Regions from separate parts of the Gasterosteus aculeatus genome. Here region 1 is linked to region 2. A link is a contact called in public Hi-C data. All regions are on one chromosome and are shown on one strand. The core of a region is the stretch at or near the end of the contact, and the rest is flanking DNA. Distances in the headings are between cores, read along the strand shown.

Region 1 (5,804 bases), core at 210-2,709, 72 kb after region 2:
GTAATTACTGCTGATGAACCCATGACTGATGTCCGTCTCCTCATTACCTCACAGCCTTCAGAAGGTGGTCTTTATTCAGCGGTTGGTTTGATAGGACACCGTCGGCTGAGGGATGGGGGGGTTCAGTCGTGGACTGTGTGAGGGTGCAGGAGGACGTGAGGACACCTACTGTCACTATGATGGATCTCACGTTCAAACCTGCTCCTGCACTGCCACCAATGCAGACAATCTCAGCTTTCAACCACTTCTGACCAACGTAAAACCTTAAACCATTACTAAAGAGCTGAAAGGAGTTTCTAAGGTCCTCCTGACTCTTCTTCTCGGCCGTGTGGTGATGGATGTTCAGGCTACTATCACTTGGTTACTTTTACTGAGCAGAAGTTCAAAAGATGGGATTTCTCAAGAAAGGGCTGAAGTTATTGATTATTCGTGATTGGATTAGGAGGTAAAGAGCATACATATATGTCACTCTAAGTCTCAAGCATAGTTCCAGCTAACCCTCACTGAGAACGTGGGTTCTGTCCTTAGACCACATCAGTTCCCGGGAGGCTGACAGGCGGAAGCTTACTGAAGCAAAATAGTTCCAGGGGCAGAAATCAATAGTTTGATGTACAACATCAGAAAAGAAGCCCTCCAGCGACAGGATTGTTCATGTCTTCAATGTTCTTCTCACTGGAGTCTGCTCAAGTCAGATGTGAACATCACCAGAACCTCCTTCAGCTCAGACTCCAGCGGGTCCACCTGCACCGACCCAGTTCCACTTCCCTGCAGCCTTTGACCTGCAGTCGGAGCTCCGGAGGGACAAGGACAGCGTCTCCTCCTCCAGCAGCAGAGCGCTGGAGACCCAGGACGTAGTGCTGGACCCGCCGGAGGGGAGGGAGGCACTAAGGAACCAGAACCAGCACTGGGAGGGGCCGACTGTATACGGCAATTTAATGAAAGGTTTTCAAAAGGGACCCTGGTGCTCCGAAACCACCGCATGGGACCTGCATGTGTTCTTAGCCGTAGAAAATGCTCAGCAGTACCGTATAGAGCTGCTCTGCAGGCACTTCAGCCTCAAGGTTCAACCTCCCAAAACCAGGAAACATCTTCTATGTAAAAGGGTTACGTTATTTAATGAGGCACCTTTTATACACCAAGTGCTTTTTGTTATAATTCCAGGGCTACCATCCATCCCTCCAGTCTGACTACCAGCAAATAGGGGGAGGAATGCTTAACGGCGGAGGGATGATGTCATCATCAGTGGACTACCATCAGCTTGGTCGACACGCGCCCAACCACCACCCCTCTCTGGACTGGAGCAACGATTACCATGGCAACGGGTAGGGTTTTAGGGTCTTTGAAGAGTAAAATGACGTTTTCGCTGCCCTTCTTCACGCATTGCCACAGTTAGGTGCAGCTGTAGCCAACGACACTGTGACATCACTATTGGGGGCGGTTACATTTCTGGCCACACCCATCGGTACGTGCTGGGTCAAGCAGGCTCTCTGATACTTTGATTGAGAGTGGGCTGCTTCCCAGCTGCCCCTGACGGGCGCGATGGACTGTGGTGACCTGTGGTGCGGTGTCGGGTTCCTGTGACCTCACCGAGTGTTTTCTCTCCTCCAGCAGCGGCCTGCAGAGGGACAAACCTCTCTATCTGAGCTAATCTCAGGACAAGATGACGGCAAATCTTCCACGCCGAGGAACACACGACAAGCCTGACCCGCCACGGAGGACTCACCCACCGACACGCGAGCTACACCCGAGTTCAGCGCTCCAACCAGAAGCCTGAGCAGCAGAAGGGGACTTTTCTGCTGCAAAAAGTTTCCGGTCCCTGCATGTCCCACGGCCGGTCGTACCGGTTTCTGGCTCTATTTTTTTCTACCGATTGTCTGGACCGATTGCTATGCTTTGAATTGAAGTTGTGTATCCCAGCGCGGAGAGGCGGTGTGCTGTGAACCACGACCATAGGTGTACATACTCCTCACAAAGGGACGTTCTGTCTAATATCCTGTCCTCCCTAAACAAATGAAACCCCTTATCTAGTTCTTCATTTGGTAAAGACGCCGTTTACTGTCAGCTCCAAAAAGCTCTGAGGAGCCAAGTGTAAATTACTGTAACATAAAGGTTTGAGCTGTCGATTTAAAGCCAATTGACTCATTCTTTTCTTTTTCTTTTGATCTGATGTCTCCTTCTGCGACCAAAGGGAACACAGCACGCAAACAATAAGTAACCAAATCCTCCACAAACTGTTCTTCACTTCCTGTAATAGACTGTGAGATGATGCCGGATGGACTCAAGTCCCACACGCACTGAACTCGCAGCGCTTTAATTGTGTGCGATTTAAGAGCTTTCATTGTTCTCGCAGCGACGCTACAAATTCATTGTATTTTAGTCCTTGAGACAACGAAATGTCAAACAATTCTTTGTTGGGGGGAGAAAAGAAACGAAAATAGTCCTTTGGCCGCTGACAGCTCCTCCTCGCGGCATATGTCCGTTGGTGATATTGATTCGGATCCAAACTGCGTGCGAGTGTGTGAGTGAAGTGTTAATGAGAAGGTTGGTTGGGGCGCACGGTCTCTATGTCATCTCTATTTCTCTGTGCACAGAGGCTATTTAATAAGAAACTATAACTGTTGCTGGGTTGGCTGTGTTTTATTGTTGTTTTTATAATCAAATACAAGTTTTGTTTTAGTGTTAATGATGATGAGGGACGCATTTCTCTCTCTGCTCTGTATCTCTTTGTATTAATGTGTTTTTTTTGGCAGATGAAAGGACTCTGGGCAACAACAACCATGAAGATTTTCTTATTTTTGGATTCTAATAATGTGTTTGAGAATAAAGTCAGCGCTGCATTGATGTGCAGTCATTACTCCAAACCTGCCTTTTCTCCTCCTTTGTTTCCGAGTGGTTTGTGACAGCAGCTCTAATGACGCCACATAATAATGCAAACTTTTATCTCCGTAAGACCTTTGGGTCCCGGCCTTTGCGTGTATGCAAATCAGCTCTGCTGTAATTGCAGAACAAATGTCTGAAGTTCCAGAAAATATGTATTTTTAATCTATTGTCAAAACAAGTTTGTTGGCCACGTGAGCCGTGCCGCTGTGCAGGAGAGGGAGACGTCGGCTGGTCGGTGCAGACTGAACCCCCCCCAGAGGTCGATTTGGTTCACTTATCCTCACGAGTTGGTGGAGACCAAAAGGGAGCTGAAACCGTTTATTGGACTACATGAGAGACTTGTGTATACATCTCAAGTGCAGTATTTTCATCCATCAGAAGCAACAAGCCCACATTGGGGGAGAGGAGGGGGGGTCAGTCAGTTCAGGCTGCTGCTCTTTAGTAACAACCCTATTCTCATACTCGCTGTCCGTAGTCCGTAATTTGTTCAGGGGATCCTGAAGCTCTACACAATATGGGACATGTTTCTGTCTTTTTCTGGGGAGGAGGCTAAATAATTTCAACATTGTGACATACCAACAGTTTTGATTCCGTTCTCCTTCAAATCCGCCTTTAAATAAATGAATTTCTTTGTGAAATAATGTGATTAAGCTCATTGGGTTGGTTGCATTTTGTGTCCAGAAAGTGTCATTTCCCTTCTGTCCGCCATGAAGCCCACCGCTGTGGAACAGGCGGCCTTCAGTGAGGACACACTGCCCCCTGCCGGGCCGCACGGGAGGGCTGCAGCTACTTCCTGTCCATACATGTCCTTTCAATTTGACTTTGGGCTAAATGACAACTGTCCCTTATCCTGTCACCGGATTTTAGTGTAAAAAAGTGTATCAGAGTCATTTTTTAACCATTTAAACTGGAGAGATGAAGTGAATGCTGAAGCAGGACCTGGATAGACCTTCACTGATGGTCAGGTGTGTATAAGCCATGGCCTCTAATGCCTGGATAGCTACCAAATAAAGGTACACTGAGGGTCAAAACCCCAATTGAGATTTGGGAGCCCTGGATTTCGTGGCAGACGGCCTACAACACAACTTCACTGTATCGTTTAGAATCTGCCTCTTTTTAAGCAGCTAGTTGTTTACAGCTAAAGGTCCTGATGAAGCCATTGCGACCTGCCCAGGCATCAAACTATCCCGTGAACATAGTGGAGCAGATTTTATTCCCTCAGGAGCATATGAGAAAAGTACCTGAACGAATGACGTGTCTGCTTGGTGCGTAGCGGAGAAGCTTAACCTGCTGACCTGTTTAAGGTGACGAGGTCTGCTTTAAAGCTACCTCAGCTTCCCACAGTTGGATAAAGAAAATACAGTATATTAATACAGGTTTAAGTAGTTGCTTGGAGTATTTTAGCATCAATAAATTATTGATAGATTAATTAATGGTTGTCAACTTTGGCTGAGTGAGCGGCTGGATTTCTTATGGCACAGAAAGGAAGAGCACGCCCTCCTTTCCTGTGTAAGCGCACTTTGCATTGAAAAGCCACAAGGCTTTTGTAAAATGTTGTTTCTCATCTTGGCAAATTAGCAGCACTCTTGACATGGCACCTTCGGGAAGTGTAAACCGATCCACCTGCAGGCCGCGTTTAGAGGTCGGCAGTGTGACCAGTGAAACCCAACCTGCTGCAAACAACCGTCCTGGTGCCAACGAAACAAAACCCAATCCAGCAGTGACACACAGAATCAGCCTGGAGGTGTGAGGTGTGAGTCCCTGCAGCCTCTGTTACTGTAGTGCTCAGGTCCATGGGCTGCCCCGATCACTGGGGTGTCAGTGACGTCACCGCTGTTTTTTTAATTTTGTCTCAGTATCTGGTGTTCAGTAATTAGAAAATGAAAGTGATGTGATGTCAGTGAAGTTACTGAATCGTACTACATACTTAAAGGTGCTACATTTTAAATTCAACATGGCAACTGGTGACCTTGCAGACAAAACATCCCATTAGACGACTTTGAGCTTTGAGCTTATCACTTGCTCTTCATGGAGTCCTAGAGCTGGAACTTTACAGTGCAAACAGCCCCACAAAAGCTACTAAATATACCTGGAGGTAAGATTGTTTAGTCAATAGCTTTCTTTAAGATCAAGAATTGCATTAAAAAGTCCAAAATAACTTTTTACACAAGTGAAACTTAAATGCAAAGAAAATTGAGCTTCTCTGAATCAATGATAACTGAGCAAACTGTGCAGCGGTTGAAAGATTAATGGACATTTTGTTAAAAAAGGTCAAAAATGAACTCTGAAACTCAAAAATAACACCAACCTTTTTACTTATGGTTTATAATTACAAAAATACAACTCCTAAATAAATCTCTGGAACACTCATTTAGTGTTCAACATATTTACAAGGTATGACAGCATCCACCCCACTCCTCTCTTCATGTGAACTTGAACTATCTTAGATGACTTGAACGAATGCTTCTTCTGACCCTTCCAGTCCACAACAACATGACAAGAGCCGCTAGCGTATCTTTCTCTCCAGAGCGGTGGGTGGTCGGCTCAACGTCTTCTCAGGAAGCACCAGCCTCAGCTTCCTCCTTGGGGAGGATCCACCTTCCTCTGACAGGTACTCCTGCTGCAGCAGTGCAGCTGCTGCGTCCCCGGTGGAGGACACGCTCTGTGTGGACACGCTGGGTGCAGAGACACCTGATTCAGACACATCTGCTCCCTGCATACTGCCTCCTGACAACTGTGCAGCAGGTCCTTCAGGAAGGGCGGCAGCTGACAGGACTGTGGGACCAGCATGCACTCCCTCAGTCTCTGTCTGACTGTTGTTGTTTGACAGATTCTCCACTGTAGTCACTGGTCCAGGAGCCTGAGGGGTCACTGCGGACAAACCATCCCCACTTAAAGAGGCCTGAGTTGGGAGATTGTGACGT
Region 2 (5,838 bases), core at 2,284-4,783:
AAAAAAAGGGTAGATATTTCGAATTAAAAGACTAGTGGTACCAGACTAGACAGAAGCCAAAACAGGACAACCTGCATGAATCAGCTCTCACCCCCATTCATGTGAATGTTACAACCGACTATCATGGGCTGCATATCTTATTGTAGAAATAAGGGAACCTGTCTTGTCCGTCGTTGTCCATCTGTCCGCACCGATTGGGATGCGTGATTTAAGCTAAATGCTGATAGTGGAATGCTGAAAGCTCTCAGTAGCCAAGTTAAAAGGCTAATGCTAAGTGGCTATACTGCTAACCATCTTCACCAGTGTGTTAGAATGCTGACATGAGCCAATTAGCAATACATACACATTTCAGTCTTCAGTTTTCAGTTTTTATGGTTTAGTGTGATGCAAAAACAAGCTTAAGGGACTTAAACGTTTTGTTCTATGATGTAAAATATTTCAGTGGTTCACACATTTGTGTAACTCATTGACGTCTTAAAAAGAGGCTGAATGAGACAAATTAACATCCTCATGAGAACTCTTGTTTGCCTTAAAGTCACTTGACCGTGGTGTACAAGGTTTAAAGCCTAACTCAGCTTTCAACTTCAGCAATCAGGAAACATTCATTACCATAATATGTCAGCCATACAAGGAATTTGACTTGCCAGTTGGTGCATTTCTAAAGTGATTAATCATTACTTTTAAGATTCAGTCTTTAGAAGAAAAACAAACATTCATTATAAACAACATTGTAACAACAGCAACATTCATTCATTTCCATTAACCGAGATGAATGAATTTCAAAATTTAATGTCACTGTCTCCGGACCTGGAAAACTATCCGGTAAAACTATTGATAAAAATGATCGTGTAATGTTTTCAGGGGATTTAACGGTGTTAAAGTAGGCATTAGCTCATTACCTTTTGAGCCAAATACTGTTTTAATTATGAAAGTAAAAATGTTCATAACCAGAGTTGGTAAAAGGACGCTGGTGAATTAGCCGTGCGCTGCTGTAGGCGTGAGCCGGACCGACGTCCATCGTCATTGTAACGTCACTGTCTCCTGACGCGGACGGCGAAATCTATCATCTGCAAAACTAAATAAAGGCATACAGACATTTATTCCACTGTTGAGGCCTTTACGATTACATTTTGTAAATCATTTAATGAAAATGTCACTTAGTAAATGAAATTCCTAAGCGTATCCTGACAGGAGGGACCATCACGACATGTGACCAGCTGGAGAGCATTGGATGGAACATGAACCTTGTAGCTGAATGATGAATGTAGTTTCTGATCCTCCTTTGTTCAGCAATTGTAGGAACACTCTTTTGAGTGGAACAGTTGCAGCTTTACAACCAAACCACTCATGGGCAACTGTAGCCACTGTGTGTGTGTGTGTGTGTATATATAATCTAATGACGTAATACGTATACAGCTATATGCACATACAGATTAAACAGTTCCTACTTTAACCGGAGCCCTCAGTCATCCGTTACATCAGTCTGATGGAGGAGGCCGGTTCCCCTCCTCCATCAGGCGAGGGAACCTGCCTAATGATCTATGTGTAACCATGCTGCCCCCTGCTGTTACACACACACACATCAGCACAGCTGGATCCTCTCACAGATCAACACTGAGCAGCACAAATTGCACACATTTTATTTCAAAAAGCTTAATGCTGGAAAGTCTGTGTGGTTGTCATGTGACCAGTACTTCAGTTAGAGAAGTTTTCTCTCATCATACCACCCCATAAAGGTGAAGATACCAAAACAAAAAATATTCTATTTCTGCAAAGTACCTCTGCTAATACAACAAAATATGTCAAATCTGAAAATAATGTTTGACAGAATTGTATTATTTAATTTTATCTCATAAATCGACCACTGATCCACTGATTTTAATTATTTTAGTCATAATGAGGAATACTACTACTCTTACTAGTACTACTTCTACACTACTACTATAGAAGACATCCTGCCTGTTTGTACTACTAAAGACGTCCCACCTGGTGAAGAAGTTGGTTCTGTGAATCTACAAATAAAAGAATGATATTAATTGATCTTATTTGATGACGAGGCAAGGCAATTTTATTCGTTGCACATTTTAACAACAAGGCAATTCAAAGTGCTTCACATAAAATCATTAAACACATCCAAAAATAAAGCAAGGAGATTTATAAACAATTAAGAACATTGATATATTGAAACATAAAAGAAAAACAGTCATTAAAGGGATAAAAAAGGATACGAAACTACCAGACTATGGATGAGTTTTTTCAGTTGTGGGAAAATACCAAACCAACATCATTCACAGCCGACGTCTGTGAGGTGTCTCGGAGGCATTGAGTTAGAACGAGGAAGGCGAGGCCGTTAAAAAGCCACGCTACCAAAGTGCATTATGGGACAGGAAGCAAACGTGGTAAATCGGTTTGCACTCTTTTCTACATACCAGTATTAAATAATGTAATACTGATGTCATGTTAATAATAAACATATAATTAACATATTTCATTGTTTTCAATTATTGTTTTAAATAAAAATTAAAGAAAACAAAGTTGAATGAAAGATGTAAAAAGGAAACACTAAAGTATGGTTTACCTCATGCACCACCTCGTCATTTGCAAGTGCCTTCATTGTAAAAATAAATGAATAATATACAATAAATGTGAATGGTTTTGTAAATGTCTGATATTGTGACAGCCCTAAATGAAAGAAGCAGTTAATACAAAACTCTATGCATTGTGTTGGTCTGTGGAGTCGGATTGAGACCATGCATGAGCTGCACAGTCCAGCTGCTCTGGCCACCAGCAGGAGGCTCTGTGGGGACGTGAGAGACTCCACGGTGATGTGCGAAGAGGAGGGAGGTAAATCTGTGAAGAGAGAAGCCTTCCATCAGGGACGATTATCAGCACCGCGAACGGATCTGTGGGGCCTTCAAGGATTTTCCTTCCTGCTGCATGCATGGAGTGTTTGCTCCACCATTGAAGGAGCACGGCTTTCAGTGTGTGTGTTCCTTGAAGTGAATGATGGTATTCTGCACTAACACACAACCTTCTGCCAAAGTCAGGACACATTTGATTAGTTCACATGGAGGACTTCTGTGTTTTGGTTCTTGTCCTTCTCACTGGTCTGAAGTCAGTGGGCATCGCCAGTCAAAAGTGATCAAACCAAGGACACACACACACACACACACACACACACACACACACACACACACACACACACACACACACACACACACACACACACATACAGTTCCGAGACCAAAGCTTTTTGTTTTGAGAGCTAAAGTTTTTGTCATGCAGCCAAATATTTTCGTTTCATAAGCAAAACTACCAAATAATGTATTCTCAGTTTATATATATTTACTTAGAAACTTGATTTTTGTTTGTGTTTATCGGCACCAGACCTCGAGGTAATCTGGACCGGCAGCACAGGTTACACAGGCTAGGACGCACTGTGCAGTCTGTGGATTGATACAGGGAGAGAGGACACACGTCAGCGTCAAGCTCAAACCAGAGCTGGTTTTATTCTGAGCTTCGCATGAGCGGAGCCTGTAGCTACGTTCTCTCCAATGGATCCACAGCAGCACCACAGCGCTCTCTACGGACGTGAACGTGTAATACCTCAATATAACGTCTGAAAGAGTGCAATTATTAACAAAGAAAAAGGTGGGGGGTCTGTTTTTGTAGCATTTCCAACCTACTACATTTACAATGCAAGAAATTTCCTCTCAAAACAGTTTTTTTTGTTTGCATGATAAAGACATAAATCTACCTTAATACATGTCAGGTACATCTTGCTAATCTTGCTAGTCAAAGGTTGGACCCCTTATACCTTCAGGACTGCCTTCATTCTTGGTGTTATACTTTCAACCAGGTGTTGGAAACATTCCTCACAGATGTTGGTCCATATTGACACAATAGTATCACGCAGCTGCACATCTATGATGTGAATCCCCCGTTCCACCACATCCAGAGGTGCTCTACTGGATGGAGATGTGGGGTCTGGAGGCCAATGGAGGACAATGAACTCATGTCCAAGACACCAGTTTGAGATGGTATGAGCTTTGTGACATGGTGCATCATCCTGCTGGAAGTAGCCATCAGAGGATGGGACACTGTGGTCATGAAGGGTTGGACACGGTCAGCAACAATACTCAGGTTGTGTTAGGGATTTAAGCAGAAGAGCACATAATGGTTAAAATGTGATGAACTGTGATGATTTAAGATGTGTTTTTATTAAAATGTACCATCTATCAGATGATGTTATTATGCATGCTATGTCATGTTTACATGATGAAGCTTTAAGCCAAAGATGGGATCATTGAATGTCGTATTAAGTGAACAGGGATCGGTCAGGTCAATGAGGGATTTCAGATTTGGCCGTCAGATGGAGCCAGGAGGGAGTCATGTGATAACTTGGACCACAAAGGAGACACGTTTGAATGTGCAGCCAATCACATTCGGTTGCACACAAAGGACACACCCCGGGAGTTTTATAAGTCGCTTTAGACTTGGACCAGGGGACCAGAATGAAAATATTATACTATTCATACTGTATTTCACGTTCTAATTGTATTCCTTCTGTTAGTTAGTGAATTGGTTATCATTTTTAAACTCGATCCTGTTTTTTTCGTCTCAGAAGGGGCGATGGGATCCGTGATCAGCCGGCCAGTCCACAGTAAGCTGCAACATTTAAACCGTACTCAGTTGGTACTATGGGGCCCAAAGTGTGCCAAGAAAATACCCCCCCACCATCACCCCAGCAGAAGCCTGCAGCGTTGGTACAAGGCAGGATGGATCCAGGCTTTCATGTTTGCTCCACATTCTGACCGACCATCTGAATGTCACAGCTGAAATGAGACTTATCACACCAGGCAACATCTTTCCAAACTTCCATCGTCTCATTGTGGTGACCCTGTGTGAGTTGTAGTCTCAGTTTGCCCGGCGTGGTCTGCTGCTGCTGTAGCTGATCTTCTTCAGGGTTCCCTGTGTTGTGCGTTCACAGATGGTGTTGTGTGTTGTTTCTGTCCACACCACTGCTGCTCACTGGACATTTCCTCTTTTTGGACCATTCTGTGAACTCTAGAGATGGTTGTGCGCGTAACAAGCAATTGAACAGTTGTACCCAATAAGGTCAATAAAGTGGCCGGTAAGGGTGTATATCCATGTATCTGACGCAACTAAATGAACATGATGACAACTTAGCCCAATAAATATTTACAATACCTGTCATAGGGTCGTCGTGGCGCAGGGGTAGAGAGGGTGTGCTGGGAACCGCAATGTTGGTGGTTTGAGTCCCGGCTGCCCCATGTCAAAGTGTCCCTGAGCAAGACACCCAACCCCTAATTGCTCCCTGGGCAAAAATGTAAAGAAAAATCCATGGATAAAAGTGTCAGCTAAATGACCTGTATGGTAATGTAATATTCAACACACCTCTTCAGACTTTACCTTGACTAAAACACTAAATTGCACCACTTATAATGGCTCTTCTATGGATCTATAGAAAGTTGTAAATCGGCTAATTTGATCAAATTTCACTTTCTTGTTTCTTGTTCTTCTGAGTTTGTATCCCTATGGTTAAATGCACTTATTGTGAGTCACTTTGAAAAAAAAAGCGTCAGCTGAATGACATGTAACGTAATCCCACTAGAAATAAATTAAGAGAGTAAGACTAAAAGAATAAAATTAAAACCAACATGATCTACAAATATTGCAGCAATGTGATGAAAAGAATATTTATCATACGTGGCAGTACATGAAAACCCACTGATCATTTGTTGGTTTCCTGCTGGACTTGACTTCACGTGTGGCTGAGACATTTGTTCATTTCAATAGTAACTGATGTATGATGGA

What was found. A called contact is a pair of places that touch in the nucleus more often than the background predicts.
Region 1: a contact with region 2 is called in a Hi-C map of skeletal muscle, with 9 times the contacts expected there. The contact joins two enhancer-like sites. A contact is called at or near these places in 5 of 6 Hi-C or Micro-C datasets (liver, skeletal muscle, tail fin and 1 more).

Annotation. Positions count from the first base shown.
Region 1 is chr3:7,069,057-7,074,860 of fGasAcu3.hap1.1, forward strand. It overlaps tox (thymocyte selection-associated high mobility group box), which reads left to right. Exons shown (of 10, transcript XM_040171797.2): 9 at 1,162-1,322; 10 at 1,612-2,861. The coding sequence ends at 1,648. lrrc53 (leucine rich repeat containing 53) reads right to left here. Exons shown (of 4, transcript XM_078098910.1): 4 at 5,212-5,804. The coding sequence ends at 5,387. Among protein-coding and RNA genes, the nearest start is that of lrrc53, 6.3 kb to the right of the region's middle. Within about 2 kb of position 1,460, at least 2 of the 9 cell types and tissues checked have open chromatin away from gene starts, as enhancers often do.
Region 2 is chr3:6,995,423-7,001,260 of fGasAcu3.hap1.1, forward strand. No RefSeq gene overlaps it. Among protein-coding and RNA genes, the nearest start is that of ca8, 21 kb to the left of the region's middle. Within about 2 kb of position 3,534, at least 2 of the 9 cell types and tissues checked have open chromatin away from gene starts, as enhancers often do.